3 separate regions of the Mus musculus genome follow, and regions 1 and 3 are each linked to region 2. Evidence: chromatin contacts called from public Hi-C data. All regions are on one chromosome and are shown on one strand. Each heading gives the region's core, a stretch centred on a gene start, on an enhancer-like site or on the middle of the called end of the contact. The rest is flanking DNA. Distances are from core to core; before and after follow the strand shown.

Region 1 (3,817 bases), core at 1,212-3,711, 150 kb after region 2:
TTAGGGACATTTGTACTGTTTATATAATAGGTGTCATTATGAGTAATGTTGCCTTATGTATTTGCATATAGATAAATATGTGAAAATACATCATCTTTGTTCTAGGACAGATGCCAAAATTTCTAGGTCATATATGTTAAATCCGCCCATAACCTTATGAGAGACCGCCAAACCGTTTTCCCAGGCAGCAATTGAATTTTCCATTCTCCTCAGCAGCAAGTACAACGTCAGCTTCCCCCACGTCCTCATGAACACTCATCACTGTCTGCTTTTTTGTTATTAGCTATCCTAATAGATGTGCAGCCAGCTACCTGTGGTTGTGATTTGCAGTTGCCCCTTCTGTATGCATGGCTGATAATGTTGAACATGTTTGTGTATGTGTTCACCATTCATATTTGCAAGCATTCCCTGAAGAAATGCCTGTCCCTGTCCTTTGTCCATTTTAAAGTGATGTAGGTGTCATGTTATTACTGTGTTATGAATTCTCTATATATTCTAGATGCAAGTACTCTCTCAAATACATGATTTTCAAATTTTCTCTAATTCTGTTTAACTGTTCCCTGGTAATTGTATATTTCCTGGTTTGAAGAACCATGACTTCTTTTAAAAGAAGTCACGAGTCACAATAAAAAACAGAGCATTTTTCAAAACCCCATGGGTGCTAAATATACAATCTCCCAACAAAACTCTAATAATACAAGAATAAGAGCCTAGAGAATGTAGTCATTAGGGTTTCTTCAGTCTTGTTCCAGCAATATTATTTTTATTTGCGTATTTATGTATGTATATACGTATACATATATACTATATTTGAAAACACACAGGGGTGTGTGTGTGTGTGTGTATGAAAGGATGGACACATTCAATATAGTAGTTTGTTGTTTGAACACTAGTTTGGGTACAAACACCAGCTGTGTAAATGCTCAACTCAAAATGTACTAAATAAAGTACAAAAGTCACAAATTTGTAATGTCACATGATTATTTTATGACTTGTTCATTTGCATATGATTCCTAAAGTTAAGGAATAGTAAAAAAAAAAAAAAAAAAAGTAATAGATTTGCCACATTAAATCAGCTCCGACAAACAGTTCACACCAACCCTCCCAAGGCCTTTCTTCATCTTCGGTCACATTTTACCTTCGTGAGTCTGCCTCCGAGGAGTGCCACTGATGTTAGAGAATTCAGCATCACACTAGAACTGACATCTCAGGTCTTGAATCTAACAGTGGTGCATTTGAGGCAGCAATTCTGCTTCCTACAGCCAATGTGCTGCGTGAGCTTTGGCTGCATGAGGTCCTCGCAGCCCAGACCCACCATTCAGAAATCCATCAGGTTTCCAAATCAAGGTCCCTTGGGTCTAGAGGATTCTCCTGACTGATCTCTGAGATAATCTGCAATTGGAATGAAATAAATGGTAGGACATAGAAAACAACACATTTTAATTAATAAGATCACTTTGAGCAGAGACTTCAGAATACATTTAGTGCTCAGCCCCACCCCTAATCCTTGTAGTTTATACAGGGTACTAAGGAGCCATTTCCCATTTGTGTTCTAGGTTTTTGTCAAAGCTGCTCATGGAGTTTAGCCTCCTCTAAATATTAGTTTCTGTGATTCTGGTTTGTGTCGTTCTGACAGCTTTGAATTGAATCACTTGATAAAAACACAGAACCAATTAAATCTTTTGATATAGCAAAGTAGACCATAATCTTTCTTGGATCAAAACCTGAGTGTATACAGAACTCCCAATGACTCAGAGTCAATATGAGAGAGAGAGAGAGAGAGAGAGAGAGAGAGAGAGAGAGAGAGAGAGAGAGAGGAAGAGAGGAAGAGAGGAAGAGAGGAAGAGAGAACAATCCCTGTATGGAGAGCATTATTTTCTGAAGCAAAATTCAGATCACATCTGCAGATAACGGAGTTTAAAGCAGTATAACACATTATGGAAAGGTAGGGCCTGTAAGTCCGATAGATACATGATACCCATCAGAAGATACCATTAGCATCTCCCCCAAAAGCCCTGGAAGGGAAAATTCACACTTTCGAATTTAGTTCTAAATCTGATCATGCATGCTGGCCAGTACTCAAGTATAAGAAAGCATAGGTGCTTGCAAAGTTGCTATGTCATCAGGCTACCAGCACCCATTGGTAATAGTAATTGGAAGAACAGGGCAAGTCTGGATAAGGTGCTGTGTCGTCATGTGTTGCTCTTCACTATACAACATTAGTCTATGCTATTTCTGGAAGGAGGGTACAGAGTAGCCTTTATTCAGAAATGGCATGTGAAAGTATTTTGAGTTTACAACAGAAAATTCAAAATGTAAGTCCACACTACATTAATCAGAATATTATATCTAAACAAATTGATTGGTGTTCAAACAAACAAGCCGCAAATGAAAACCCAACCCCTATCTGTGTGCAGAGAGGAAAACTTTGACTTGTTTGCCAAAATGGATTCAGCCGTGGGCACATCAACCCCAGTGACATAGGTGTTTCTTGGACCTGTTTTAGCCAGCACTGGATGCAGAAACCCTTGAGTAGGGAGACGTGGGTAAGTTATTTGCCCTTGCTTGTTGTAGGTGCCAGCCTGCTTTTCACAGTCTTTCCTAAACTCTAACCAATCTCTTGATTTTGCTGGGAAACCTCTAAATTCGAGTGTGATAATGTAGATTGAAGTAGCATTGAAAAGAAGAAGGAAAAAAGAAAGCCTTTTGAAGGTGCTCTGCAACCACTTCAACAATCTAAGGAAAACTTACTTTCACTCAAGAGTCACACTCAAAAAGGCAGAGGCCCCACCTTTACAGAATATCAGCTCTCTAAGTGACTTTTGCACTGGGGTGCAGAAGGAACAGACATTTCCGTCTTACGCAACAGCCTTTAATTGGTTAAGATTAAGAGCTGGCCTCTCCAAGAATCCTCAACTGTCTTTCGTTTCCTGATGTAGTTAGAGGAACTCATGGAGCAGAAATAGAGTATAGAGCTGAGCGCTTTATCTAAGCATCTCATCTTCACTAGTAAGTGTCTAGAAAATTCCCAAAGAAGTTTCCAACTCTAAATATTTGTTTTGTTTTCTTCCATGGCTTAATGCCAAAGACGGTTATAGGCTGGATTAACTTTGGCCATGGGGAAAGTAGCAGCACTGGAGATAGAAAACATGTGAGCTCCTAGCCCTGCTAATGAACTGGCCCTAGCACTTGCTGGGCTGTGCGTGCTTGCCCTGACAGGAGAGGGAAAAGGGCTGAAAAGGAAGGAAGCAGGCACAGCAGGAAGAACAAACCAGAGCCTTCCCAAAATAGAGTTCACCTTTGACCGGCTCTTCAAGTTTCCTGCTTTGAGTCCATGTTCCGGTGCACCAGAGGACGCGTGTCCAAGCCCATTTAAGCCTGTCCTTGCCCATAAGCTCTAATCTTTTTCTGAATTTGATGTCCTTGTCCTTTGTAGATGTCAGATACACCCGAGTCAACACCATTTGTTCTTTCGTTTGCTAGAAGATTCTTTCTACTTTTAGCCAAGAGTCAAATCATTACTGAAGTCTCGTCGTCAGTTGATTTCATGGAGGTGGTCTTCTAGGACACAGGACTGAACAGGAGCCTTCTGAAAAACAGATTGGTTATAGTCCATGTTTCAACCAACCAGTATCTCCAACTTTAGATTGCAAGCCATTTTAATTTATGTTTCTTCCGTTAAAGAATCCCACCAGCCATGCCAGGATATAGGCATGACTATTTTTCTGTTCACCTTTGCCCAAGTAATTTTTTGTAATAATAAGATCTCAATTTTTTGCCCAAATGATTGTTTGTATGTTAAATACTATTTTGTCTT
Region 2 (3,888 bases), core at 493-2,992:
GCATCTATGCCTGGGGCAATTAGGGGTGACACTAGTGACCTCATTTGTAGTTCTCTTCATGTGGCCTTTGTAGCTGCGTGTTTGCAGGCCACTTACTTCTAGTACAGCCACAAGGACTATATAAGACTCTTAGCATCTCCTCTCTGAGGTCTGGCCATAGTTCTGTTTAGTTTTTGTGGCTAGATCACTGTCTCCTGTGATCCAACTGTGGTCCACAACAAATGCTCAACATCTGCGATCCTGCCAGATCCCAGACTCCAACTGGGATCAATAGATTTCCTTCCTTTGGCTCATTTACCACCTATGGCTCAGACCAAAAATGGCCCTGTGTTCCTTCCACTGCAAGGGGCACTCACCATTCACTGGGCTTTCCTTGTCTATCATTTCCCTCTTAAATTCCTCCCGTCAGCCTTGAACTGTGGACTGGTACCCTACAAACTCCGTTCTGTTAGGGCAAGATTTGTTTTGATTTGATATTTTCACTCTATCTTCAAAGCCATTCTTTCCCAGATCCTCTGAACTACTCTTTTTCTTTCCTATACTGAGAAATGAACCCTACCTTGAACTTCCCATCACTGAACTACATTTCCAGCACACACACACCTACACACACACACACACACACACACACACACACAACCAAATAAACAAACAGATGCAGCTATGTACTACCAGGTTTTATTCAGTGACACTAAAAATTGAATTTCCTCTGTCACAAACTGTTCTGTTTACACTAGAGACTGAACATAAGCCCACCTGCCTGGTAGTCAAGTACTCTACCCCTCGGCTAGACCCTATTGCTGATTCTTGGATCCTATTATATCCTTGAGGGGGGTTCATTCCCTCTACCTATGTTTTCAAATTCTATGATTTAATCCACTCTACAATTCACTTCCATATTAAACCTTTCATCTTCAGGTTTGGACACAATTTTAATTTTACACAGATCTATCCTGAAGCGTGATATGAGCACCCGGAATGCTATCATCAATGGACACTTGGGAGGGGTATTAAAACCTCAAGGTTATGGTGCTGTCTTTTTGGCCTTCCTAAAACTGTATATAACCAGAAGTAGAAATAAATGCAGACATCCCAAAGATGTATGGTGATTTATAATTGCAGAAAAGGGAGAAAATATGAAAGAAGTTTCTTTAAAAATAGTGTCCAAACACATACTTATCAGGTGACCTGTCAAAATATTTCAACGCCGTTTGTGCAATGACTTACACATGACCCTGTTACACATACCAAATGTGGATACAATAAAACAAACGTATGACGGCTGGTTTAAAATAGATCATAGTATTGCTCCAGGAATAATAACTCCGATTGTTCATCAGTTTGCCTAGACTGACAGAAGGGCAATACTAGGGATCAAACCCAAGGCCTTACACATGCTAAGCAAGCCTTGCACCGCAGCCCAGAATGTACCCCAGGCTGGTCTTCAACTTGTAAAGTCTCCTGTTTCGCCTTCCCAAAAGCTGGCCTTGGAGGTGTGCATTAGCACACCCAGCTTGCCTGTCTGTTGTTGGGTCTGATTTCTGTCAGCTCTAAGGAGAGCTCGTGAAGTCCCTTTCATCCTGGTCAGGCGATCTCATGCACAGAGATGAGGAAGGTATCTCACGGCAGGTTCAGTTTGGGTGCAGATCTGGAAGTGGCAGGGAGCTCTCCAGATGCTAAGTATCTTACTGACTCTCTAATGGCCAAGTCAGCAGCAGGCGAGAGAATTAGGTCAGGCTGGCTCAGATGGGTAAAGATGACAGAGTCTTAGCAGCAGCAGCACTGGCAGCAGCCTCATGGATACTGTGTACGTTCAAACTCTAGAGCAAAGGACATTTCTCTAAAACTTGTTGAAATAATAGAATATTGACTATAATATTCTCTTACAGAATACTTACTAGTATTTGTCATTAAAATATTGTTTTGAGATATATTTAGCCCTATGGTGACTTGAGGTGACAGAGTAGGTGGGTTCCATTAGAGGGACCTCCCTGCTTTGCAGAGGTGAAAGGCAGGGGGGATACGAGGAGGGGCTTGTGAGGAGGGGGCTGGCAGAAGGTAATTGCTGTGATTGGGATGTAAAGTGAATGAATGAATAGACAGACAGACAGACAGACAGACAGATCATAAATGAAACAAGTATTGTCTTGAAGTCAGAAAATCTTGACTGCGTGTATTTAAAACCATGAAGCATACAACTTAAAACTATTTCAGTTTTTCATTACTGCTCCCCTCAGTGCCTGTGATTTTTTTTCATTATTTTCCTAGTTTGTTTCTGCATTTCACAGAGGAAACAAACTTACAGTGAACTATGGGTAATTCCATCCACTGTATGCTTGGAAGAAGTATTGCAAAGACTAGCCCTATCGGCTACCCCGTGCATTTTTTTACATTAAATTAAAGTTATAAAACCCAGGCACATAAAAGAGTGTTCTGTTACCCTCTCAGGATGGTGAGAGACATTCAGTATTGTTGTAAATAAAACAAATGCAAAAAATCAGATGGCTGCTCTTAGAATAGCTTTAAGAATAATACATAGCTCTTAAATGTCCCGAAACCAGGAAAATGATATTTGTAAGATGTATGTGCATCTACTTCCTACCAACGAACCTTCTTGACTTCTTGTTAAAATTGTGTTTTGTACAACTAAGCGTCTTACAGTTCACAATAATGTTGCTGCCCTTCATTCCTGTTTTTGTGGAAATTCTAATACATTTAATCCCTTCCCATGGGTTGCCTGTTTATTTTTTTTCCTTTCCAAATGCTGCCATCTTCTGGTCAAATTATATCACTTCATGCATAGCAGAAGGTCACAGTGTCAGGCAAATTTGCTTTCTCCAAACTACTAAGAATTTGTCTTTAGGAGTGACCCAGTTGAGTTTGCCACTCTGATGTGCCAAGCCTGGGCAGACTGAAGCAAGTCCTCAGAACTGTAAGACACAAACTTCACAGAGAACATTCCATGACACGTCATGACACACAGTGCGGGTTACACAAAAAATGCGAACCAAGGGACAGACAGACAAGACCTCCAGGAATATGTGATTTTTGTTTCATGGGCTTCTGATTTCATAGAAAAATATAATGAACTCATGTAATATTCGCTTGTTATTATTTTTACATACTTTGTTTTTAAAGTTGGGCCTCTCAGAAGACTCAGTGCTTCACAAAACTGCTTACCACATAAATGTCCTCCTTTCAATGAAGTGGATAGATATTTTGTGTCTGGCAAATTTCATCTGCCCATATAACTGTTCATATTATACATTTTTGGAAGACTTTTTGTAAACAGTGTACATCTTTCAGTGGCTGGATTTGCTATGTAGACTTGTGATTATTCATTGCTCCCTCCCTCATGTGTGATTCCAAGTCATTCATTTATGGGGCACAATAGACATCTTATAATGCTCCAGGTTTCTGCACAAAGGCACAAAAATATCAAATAGAAACAAAATGCTGTCCCAGACTTGAAACTGTAGGTGCAAATTAGTAGATGTTTTTGGTCAAGTCATGGAACTCTGTGATGTATCCTTCTGTCCTAACTTACCCCAGCAAAAATACTTTAGTTCAAAGACACCAAAAACTAGCAAGTCATGGTGCAGATGTGGGAAACCTCTGTGTAGCTCCTCGGCTACTTTTGCCCCCGATGGTTTCCAGTGGGTTTTTTTCTTCTTTATTCCATAACATGTATATTCTGCTAATACATACACTTCTTGCTAAGTGGCCAGTCATCAAGATTGAACAGGTGAAAAGGCTTTGCACAATGAGAGTTCCCTTCACCAGATTGATCCTTTTACTATTTTAGGATCGACTCTTGACTGGAAAGAGCCTGCTTCATCATGCATGACTTACACAGATGCAAGCAGGATGTTACTTATCCAATGCTTC
Region 3 (4,083 bases), core at 1,180-3,679, 190 kb before region 2:
CCCTTTTCTAGATCATCTGTGCTAAAAACTTGATCCTGCTGGTATGTATCCCAACAAAAATCACCCATGTTCCTGTGGTAATGTACATGATTTTATTCTTTATTAGTTCATGGGTATCTACAATAACTTCCACTGAATTCAATAACAAGGATTTATTCATTTTTATGTATCATTTTTTGAGACCTGTGTTCTTGTAGCACAGGCTAGCCACAAATTCACTATGTAGCTAAAGATAACACTGAACTCACAGCCTGCCTCTACCTCCCAAGTGCTGGGAAATCAGGCATGCACCACCATTCCCAGTAACAACAAACTTTTCATATAGAAATATTTTCTGTTTGCTTGGCATTTACTAAAGATGTAATTTTTCTATACACCCTTATATTTTTTTCTATTTTCTTGAAAATATTATGATGTACTCTAAAATACACATTCCATACATATGCATGCATCTCTGTCATGTAGGATTAATGTAATGCAGAAATGTATTAATGGAATATGTCCCTTCTGGACCATTCCACAGCTCTAATTTTTATACACTTACAGATTTGTGCACTTTACCTCTGGTGTCTTCCCACGACAATGAGATAAGATTTTTTTGTTTAGGTTTTGGATTGACTTGGCTTTTACATTTATCCCCCATAGGCTAAGTCCCACACTTTGTCTTTAATGATGTGTCACCTTACTTCCTCCCTATGTGGTCAGTTCAACATCACTTTTCTCCATTTGGTTTCTCCTACTATTGTCAGATTATCACTCTGATAGCCTGCCCTAAATGTTGATTTTTCACTTGCTTAAAGTAAAAACATTCTTCATGTTCCCCTGAAGGTGCTTCCATTTCATAGAGCTGTAACAAGACCTGCACTTGGCCACAGAAATCAACATGACAGCATTTACTCTAATGGAGCTCACGGTGACCTAACAGAAGGTTTAAAATAAATAGAGGCAAAATGGTAAGCACTCATTGTCAGACTGAACCTGATAGTCACAACATGAATACCAAGAAAGATGAATCTTCATTTGTGCCTTAAAGAGAGGGTTAGGCAGGAAAGCCAGCTGAGAGTATCAGCGTTTGCATTTCTGTTTTATGGATGTTGCTGCAAAATTACTTTAAAAGCTTTATTCTCTAAGTACGTCGTTTGAACAGAGCAGACTGCCTAGGGAAGCTAAGAGCTAAAGTTAAAGAAGGCAGAAGAGAACTATTCCAGCTGTTACATGCATAGTGGAATCCCCTTTCTATAGGTAGCGCTTATTTTATGTGCAGACAAGAATAAGATCGTGCTATTATTTGTGGGAATTGTGTCCTCCCTACAACTCACCCCAACAAATTCAAAATTCTGATACTCCAAAAGTATCCCTTTGCCAAAGCAGTCTGCAGAAGTAACCAAGTTAAAATAAGTTCACCAGGGTAGAGTGTCCAGTGTCTTATAGAAAGAAAATTCAGACAGGCATCCACAGAAGGAGAATGTCACATAAAAATAAAGGTAGAGATCAGATGTCCTACTCCATATCAGAAGATATCAAAGCTGTGAGAAAACCACCAAGGGCAGAAAGAACCTGAAAAAAATTCTAGGTCACAGTACTCAGAAAGATGGTATGGTGCCGATACCCTGACCCCTAGACCTTCAGCCCTGGGGAGGGTAAGGAGATAAGTTTCTACTCCTAAGGCACCCAACTGTCACCTCTGTCACAGCAGCCAAAAGGAACAGTATAGATGTTAGACAAGAGCGCTGCTAGGTAATCAAGTGAAATTTTCTGATTTGAAACATAGGAATACAAAATGAGTTCATGGACAATTTTGAAGAAAATGCAATGCAAAATTTAGCCATCGTATAAAGGAAAATATTAACAAGTAATACTGCCCTGAATTGTATAAGTGGTTCCAAAACTATTGAATAATCCTCCCTCCATACCTTCAAGGCAAAATCTGCATGTCTCTATCCACAACATTCCTTCAGGAAGTCCCAAGACTGTCAGATGGTGCCTGTACTGTTTAGAGTTAAGCCTTTTTCTGATTGTCAGCGGAATGAGGAGGGGGTGCTGTAACTGGTAAGAAATAGTGTGAAAACCTCTTTAAAAATGAAGATTAATCTTATTTTCGTGTAATAATGGCTTCAGCATATTCTGGTTGTTGGGGTTTTTTTTGGGGTGGGGGAGATCCATTATTTGTGCTATATATAAATATACCCATTTAAGCTGGGAATATCTTAGGGTTTCTTGAGAGCATAAACTTCAGTGAAGTATATGTCAGTGCCTCTACTGATGTATGTATGAATACACCCACAGCTGATGGTAAATACAAAACTAGGGTCTGCAAACAAAGAATGGTCACTTTGTCTGCAATAGCATTCTCTGATTGCAAAGAATCCCTTGGGAATTCATGGCTGGAGACAAGCCCCACCCTTTCAAAGGGCTCCTGTGCTCACTCATGACTGTCTTTGCATTGCAAGGGCATTTACTTGTTCTGTTCAGCTACAGGACAACGCATGGAATCAACCAGGTAAAATCTTTCTTTTGCTCATTTTAAATTAAATAGCATTCACAGGACATGACCAAGTGAGAGGTTTACATCTTGAAATATTTCTGAAATTGTGATCAAAATATCTGATTCATGAAAATAAGGTCTGCAGGTAGGGAACTATATATGTACAAATATACACAATTGATATATTCAGTGTCATTTTCTGGCATTGGCTTAAACCTTTACCTAAAATGTATAATGATTTCACAAGGAAATAGGACATTTTAAAAATTACCATGGAGTGATGCTTTTTCATAAATAATTTGAAAAGATGGTGTCTGCTGAGCAGTTCACTGTGAAAATATTTATTTGGTTTAAATGATGATGACATTTAGATTTTGTGTTTGACTTTTTGTTTTCATGGCCCTTATGTAATTATAGAATTTGACTTTGGACATTGTGAAATTCATTCACTTTTGAAGCAAACTTTACATAGGCTTGTAGTTACAGTGATCTAGAAAAGCAATTTTATATTATTCTTCTTGTTGTAACTTCTTCATAGAATATATTCATCTTTATTCTGCTAATCATTTGCTTCCTCGGACAGTTAAGAATTCCTCTAAATGGAGTCACAGAATTGCAGAGAAATGCATTGCTTAGCTTTCTTAAAACTCAAAACTGTTTAATCAAACTGAATGAAATGATTGGGGGCTGCTTGCTAATTGAATGAACAGACAGCATGTTTTTCCTTACACCAACCTATGCCACTAATGGATAAGCTCATTTTTCCTTCCCTAAAGTAATTGCGCAGACCTTAATTTAAAATCCCTTGCATTTACTTGGTTAGCTGTTCTCAAATGGGGCAAAGGTCTTGAACATTTATCCTAGGGAGGTTTAAACTGTCAGTTTGATGAAGAGAGCAAGAAACCTTCAGAATAACTAATTAAAATCGGCCTTCCTTTATTTATAGTGAACACCTTATCTATTAGTGTTTGTATGGAAGACAATGGTGTTGCGAGTTAATCTTTATGATGCTCCGTCTCTGCTCTTCATCCACAGCCATTCTGTTTCCACGTCACCAGGAAATTCTAAACAAACTGTTAAAATATAAACAGTGAGTTTTAGTAATCAGGGAGTTTAACTATCTGAGTATGTAAAATGTAATATTAGTATAAAATATAATATTAGTACAAATTAATCCAATATTCTAATTATTAAAGTATTGAATCTTAATGCAATGACGTTTCTACCCCCATAGGAAATCTTTCATGAAATAGTAAAGGTCAAAGTTAGTGATAATCATTAATCAAACTATCCAAAGCAGTAAGTTGAATATATGAATTGCTATTTTAATATTTCAAAGCTTGCAATGAATGAAGATGTTCACATAATGAGCAGTATGACATATTTATGTAATCTTCCTAATGGGAAAAGATTGGTGCCTAACATGAATGGATGAATAAGTAACCGTAGCATGGTATCAACTGAATGAGTGGATGTTGCCTAATATCACTAATAAATGAATGCTTCCACAGAAATAGGGCTATGAAGCTTACCCCAACTCCCCATTGAGAGACACAAGGACAGTATTTCCATCAGCATCAGGAATACAAGGCTACAAA

What was found. A called contact is a pair of places that touch in the nucleus more often than the background predicts.
Region 1: a Hi-C map of the N1E-115 cell line shows a contact between it and region 2, with 2.4 times the contacts expected there. The contact joins two enhancer-like sites. A contact is called at or near these places in 3 of 39 promoter capture datasets (the HPC-7 cell line, liver and stem cell-derived epiblast-like cells), 4 of 484 Hi-C or Micro-C datasets (the HL-1 cell line, the N1E-115 cell line, nephron progenitors and 1 more) and 2 of 115 datasets of contacts at active chromatin or transcription factors (heart atrium and liver).
Region 3: a contact with region 2 is called in a Hi-C map of the N1E-115 cell line, with 5 times the contacts expected there. The contact joins the promoter of G630064G18Rik here to the enhancer-like site in region 2. A contact is called at or near these places in 7 of 39 promoter capture datasets (the 3T3-L1 cell line, frontonasal cranial neural crest, hippocampal neurons and 3 more), 2 of 484 Hi-C or Micro-C datasets (the N1E-115 cell line and embryonic fibroblasts) and 2 of 115 datasets of contacts at active chromatin or transcription factors (embryonic stem cells and heart atrium).

The regions. Positions count from the first base shown.
Region 1 is chr8:36,684,620-36,688,436 of GRCm38.p6, reverse strand. The region is part of intron 5 of Dlc1 (deleted in liver cancer 1); the gene reads left to right. Among named protein-coding and RNA genes, the nearest start is that of Trmt9b, 230 kb to the right of the region's middle. Within about 2 kb of position 2,461, at least 25 of the 459 cell types and tissues checked have an H3K27ac peak or open chromatin away from gene starts, as enhancers often do. A contact at or near this core is called in the N1E-115 cell line and heart atrium, where this site is marked.
Region 2 is chr8:36,830,960-36,834,847 of GRCm38.p6, reverse strand. The region is part of intron 4 of Dlc1 (deleted in liver cancer 1); the gene reads left to right. Among named protein-coding and RNA genes, the nearest start is that of Dlc1, 120 kb to the left of the region's middle. Within about 2 kb of position 1,742, at least 16 of the 459 cell types and tissues checked have an H3K27ac peak or open chromatin away from gene starts, as enhancers often do. A contact at or near this core is called in the N1E-115 cell line and heart atrium, where this site is marked.
Region 3 is chr8:37,022,584-37,026,666 of GRCm38.p6, reverse strand. It overlaps G630064G18Rik (RIKEN cDNA G630064G18 gene), which reads left to right and starts at 2,429. Exons shown (of 3, transcript NR_126063.1): 1 at 2,429-2,500.